Linked DNA regions of Triticum aestivum: region 2 is linked to region 1. Evidence: chromatin contacts called from public Hi-C data. All regions are on one chromosome and are shown on one strand. Each heading gives the region's core, a stretch centred on a gene start, on an enhancer-like site or on the middle of the called end of the contact. The rest is flanking DNA. Distances are from core to core; before and after follow the strand shown. Region 1 has its middle 54 kb from the start of LOC123078680. Region 2 holds the start of LOC123074587.

Region 1 (2,632 bases), core at 76-2,575:
AGATTTTTCTAATTTTTTGAAGTAATTAGGTTAGAAAAGGAATAATGTGCCGAACGACCCATTAGATACTAAACATGCCACGGGCCGACATGTTTACTTCATGGGGGATGACTATGTCTCGCTTGATGCGACACACAACAACCTCTCGCCTCAAGCGGCTGAGACAATGGGTCGGCCCAGCGTGCCGGAGGTTGCAGGCCTTAAAGCGCTTTTTTCTTCTTTTTTCACCTTTTTGTTTTGTTTTCTTCCTTTATTTTTTCCTTATATATTAGAAAACACTTTACATAAAATTTAGAAAAAATGTTAAACATACATTTGAAAAGTGTTGAGCATGTATAGAAAATGTTTCTGATGTATACAAATTATTCAAAAAAAATTAAACATGTAGAGAAAAGTTTCACATGTATGAGAAAATGTATGATGTGTACGACAAAAGTAGACATCAAAACATGTATTTGAAAAATAATATTAATCATGTATATAAAAATGGTAAACATGTATAAAAATAAATATTAGATGTATACAAAAAATGTACCATGTGTATGAAAACAATAGACATCAAAACATATATCTGAAAAGGTGTTAAAATGTACTTAAAAATGCTAAACATGTACTAAAAGTGATAAACATGTATACGAAAATGCTTTGGATGTATAAAAAATGTTAGATGTGTACGGAAAAAGTAGACATAAAAACATATATTAAAAAATGTTAATCATGCATATACTAAATTTTAAGCTTGTATTAGAAAATGTTTTAGATGCAAACAAAAAATGTAAAATGTGTACGAAAACAATAGGCATCAAAAAAAATATTTGAAAAAAATATGTTAATCATATATTTAAAAAATTAAACGTGTATTGAATAATGTTCTTGGCGTATAAGAAATGTTTAGTGTGTAAGGAAAGTGTAGACATGTCTTAAAAAAATAGAAATAAAAACAAAGATATAAGCAAAGACCATAGAGAAAAAGAAAACAAGAAAACTGGAGAAACCAGTGAAAAAAGAAAAAGAAACAAACAAAACAAGAAAACCAGTGAAGAAAGAAAAAGAAACAAAGAAAATAACGAAGGAAGAAAAGAAATAAAAGAAAAAAATAAAGTGAAAACCAAGAAAGAACAAATAAATATGGTGAAAAAAAGAAAAAAACCAGAGGAAAGCAGAGCAGAGTGAATTACAGCAACACAAGCGAATATAGCTAATGGGCCGGCCCACATCACACAGATGTTAGGCGAGACAGATGCTACATCTTGCTCTATGAACGAGATATAGCATCCGTGTACTTTACATGACGTGCCTGAGCCTTTAGACAAGCTACGCGTGCCGGCACGACAGGGCCACACGTTTAAGGGTGGGCCGGGCCATGCTGGTCCAGATGGCCTGGTATGCTCTGGTGTGTATATGTTTTATTGTTAAACTGTTTGTATGTACTCCTTAGGTTTTATTTACTTTGCATATTAGTTCGGTATCAAGTCAAAGTTTATATAAAATATTATTAAGTCTAAAATACCAAATCAATACCATTAGAATTATCAATTAATATACTTTTAATTTTTATATCATATACTCCTTTTGTAAATAAATATAATATTATAGTGATCTAAACGGTCTTATATTTGATTACAAAGGGAGTATATTTCTTTTGTGAAAGTTTAGATTATTTTAGATAAACTTAGTCAAACTTTATAAAGTTTGATTCAGGTCAAGCTAATAATTGCAGTAAATAAAATGGAGGGACTTAAACAGTTAAACTTACCCCTCCTCTAAGAGCATCTCCAACAGGCGCGCGAAATATCGGGCACGCTGGATAAACCGCCAGTTTGACGCGCGAGAGGCCGTGTGGTGAGCTCCAGCAGGCGCGCGAAAAAAATTGGCGCCCGCGCGGGAAAAAGCGGCAGCGCGCGGTAGTTTTGGCGCGCGATGCCCAACGAGCTGGTTAAAAGTCGCGCGCCTGTGCCCGCCAACCGCCACGATTTCCCTCCCGCCACGCCTTCTTCCTCGCCTCTTCCATTGGCCCGCCGCCGTCGGGCCTTCTCCCCCTCCCCGCCGCCGCCACGTCTTCTCCCCCCGCCTCTTCCAACGTCCCGCCATATCGCCGCGCCCCGGATCCGCTCGGGCTTCCGTGGCGTCCGCCTCCGCCCCTCCGGCGTGTATTACGCGAAGATCCGCTCCGATGATTCACGCCTCATACTCAAAACATTCGAGGCCGCCCGTGCGTACGATGCGACGGCGTGGCGCCTCGGGTGGCCTCGGTCGCAGGTGAACTTCTCCGACGTGCGGACGCGCGAGCAGGCGCAGGAACTCGCGCCTCCCCCGCATCTAATCACTGACGAGGATCGCCGCCTCCAGCGGAGGAGGGAGCGCCGCTTCCTCATTGCCGAGGCGGATGAGCACGCCATGGCGGTGTGGCGTGAGCGCTTCCCGCAGGATGTCGCCGCCGAGAATGAGTTCTGGGCGTAGAGGAGGGTGGAGCAAGCCGTGCGTCGGGCAGAAAAGCGTGCGCGGAAGGAACTGGCGGAAGCCCAGATCGAGCTGGGACCTGCGTCGACCTAGACGATGAAGATCCTCGGTGGCTCGACGCGTGTACATCCTCGGACTACACCATCGAGGAGGACGAGGAGTAGTTTTATTT
Region 2 (2,632 bases), core at 78-2,577, 640 kb before region 1:
GTGAATTTTAAAATATGTTCCTATTTAAAATTTTCTTCGTGATTTTCTCAAAGCGTACATAATTTTCAAAAACATGTTCAGGATTTGAAAAAGGTTCATGTTTCCTACAATATTCAGATACTTCATAGCTTTAAATCTCCTCGGATGAAAGAAAATGTACATAATTTTTTTCTCCCGTTGCAACACACGGGCGTATGTGCTAGTAAGACTAAAAAAATAACCTTACAACATGTTTTGTTGTCTACACGACGTGCTTATGGTAACACTATATTATCAACCACTGACATGCCCTAAGAAGCGACGTCGAAGCAAGCTCTACCGGCGTGCTGTCGCAGCATTTTTTGTTGGAAACTGTGCCGATCGACATCTTGCAGAAGGAAATCCTCGTCCCGGCCAGCGCAAACACAATGAGAAGTAGAATCCACCAAACCCGTTTATAAGCACGGTTGAAAGTACAACGCGGACACCGACACACTTGTAACGATACGATAGTACAAGGCTTGATCGTAGCCTTGAGAACAACAAACTCGCGAAATTAAACGAATGCAGCCGCTTCAGTAGCCGGTACCCCGGCGCCAGGTAGTAGTACTAGTCTTCAACGAAGCCAAAGCCGCGGTATAAATACGGAAATGCTGCGGCCCGGGCGCGCCTACTGGCCGGCGGCGAAGGCCTCGACGGGGAAGGTCTTGGTGACGCCGGCGAGGCTCCTGAAGACGATCTTGCCGGTGGGCGGGTCGTCGACGGTGATCTCGTTGACGGGCGGCCACAGCATGAGCTCCTTGGCCTTGACGCCCTTGAGCTTCTTGATGCACTTGGTCTTGACGTAGCCGGTGATCTCCACGTCGTAGCTCACCTGCTTGCTCACCATCTTGAAGCGGTGCTCCACCTTCTTCTGCTGCGCGATCCACATGTAGCCGGTGGCCCGCACGAAGCCGACCTCGATCACGTCCGCGAGCGGCAGCAGGCCCAGGGGCAGCCCGAACTCCTCCAGCAGCGACGCCGCCAGCTTCAGGCCCTCCTCGTGCCCCTTCTTCACCACCGCTCCCTCCCTCTCGGCCATGGCTAGCTGCTAGCAAGCTTCGTTAATTAGGTGCTCGTGTCGTGTGTGCTTGTGTCTGAGGTTGCATTGCATCCGGCCGTGGGGGGTTTATAAGGCGTGGAGAAGAAGCAGGAGGCATGACCAAACGAGTCATGTCACGGACGGTGTGTCCTCGAATTCATCGTTGGGCTTTAGGAGTTTAGCTTCGGCGCGGGGAGGTTCGGCGTGACGATCATGGCGAAGGGAGGGATCGCGTTGTCTACTTCTGTGTGTTGCGACTTGAAACGTTTGCTTTGTGGAGTCCGGAGAGCCGGCAACGCGCGGGTGTGGTATTGCTGCTCCATTGGTCAGTTTTGCACCGTGAGAATCGAGTCGCTGTCAGCATTTTGCGGGAATTTGGAAAGTGCGACTGAGAATTCTGCGTTTGCTGGTGACGTCAAATCCCTTCCTTCATCTTTGTATGGGATCCGAGCTCTCCGTAACAATCCATGCTTTCAGAATGAGGCGCCACGTAGGATTCCCGTACTCGTCGGTTTCACTGAAGACTGACAGCATCTTCGAGACCAACAAGACAAAAGAGAACGGAAATCATCTTGTCAAACAGTGTTATAACTCGAAAATTACCGCGGAAATATTTGTCAAAACAGAAATACGTTCTGCCTGGACAGACAGGATTCGGAAGCAAATCAACACCAACATGGTCAACTCTGACCACAGAAATAACATGCTCAGAGCGATCTTCAGAAGCCGAGTGAGCCTTTACTTATCATCATCAGGCAAAGGAAGCAAATAACCAGTACGAAAGGTCAGCAGCCTCACAGGGTATAATAAAATGACAAAACATATACTACATACATTCAAACTAAACTCCCAGTTTTATTCTTGCGAACTAGTTGTCCGACAACAAAACCGCGGCAGTCCTTCATTCAACTTGTTGCTCCTTCAGGTTCTGAGATAGCAAGTGCATTATAGTTCGAACGCATACACTGATATAGCAGTTTAAAAAATACACCCACCGAAAGATCCTGCAGAACAGACTTTAGAAAGACTGCCGGAGTTCTGGTCGCACAAAATCAGCATCCGCAGTCACGGAGATGTCCACAGTGGGCCTCAGCTGAGCACAAAGTTCAATAGCGCCATGGATAGGGTCGGACATAAAATTGCTGATGCGTCTTGGTTTATTGATGCATTCTTGTCGACAGTCACAAAAAGCTTGTTGGGTCGAGACGTAGCAGTTATCAAGGGTCAACCATGACGGGCACTCGACGGGGAGCTCCTAACAGAGCATGGTTAATAGTACAGCCAACAATCGGCGGCTATATGAAGTTGCCACATCATTTATAGCCAACCTAATAGCCAACATGTATAGCGGCAATTTACAAAGTACTACTACTTCATTACTACATGGCCCACCTTACAATCTCACATTGTTTCTTGGAGCACGTGCTGCAGCCGGCTCTTAATCTGTAGCCAACTTCCCTTCTCTTTCCTCTTCTCTCTCATCCAACTCAGTAAACATACAATATTTTAATCCTTACAGCCTGCTGACTGTATCTTATTATACTTGCTCTAAGTGGCGCCCGCCGGTTTCAA

The links. Hi-C and Micro-C count contacts between places; a contact is called where the count stands out from the background.
Region 2: a Hi-C map of leaf shows a contact between it and region 1, with 2.5 times the contacts expected there. The contact joins the promoter of LOC123074587 here to the enhancer-like site in region 1. A contact is called at or near these places in 2 of 5 Hi-C or Micro-C datasets (both in leaf).

Annotation. Positions count from the first base shown.
Region 1 is chr3D:327,684,779-327,687,410 of IWGSC CS RefSeq v2.1, reverse strand. No RefSeq gene overlaps it. Among protein-coding and RNA genes, the nearest start is that of LOC123078680, 54 kb to the left of the region's middle. Within about 2 kb of position 1,325, at least 3 of the 8 cell types and tissues checked have an H3K27ac peak or open chromatin away from gene starts, as enhancers often do. A contact at or near this core is called in leaf, where this site is marked.
Region 2 is chr3D:328,325,961-328,328,592 of IWGSC CS RefSeq v2.1, reverse strand. It overlaps LOC123074587, which reads right to left and starts at 1,327. Exons shown (of 1, transcript XM_044497384.1): 1 at 416-1,327. The coding sequence starts at 1,060. The coding sequence ends at 650.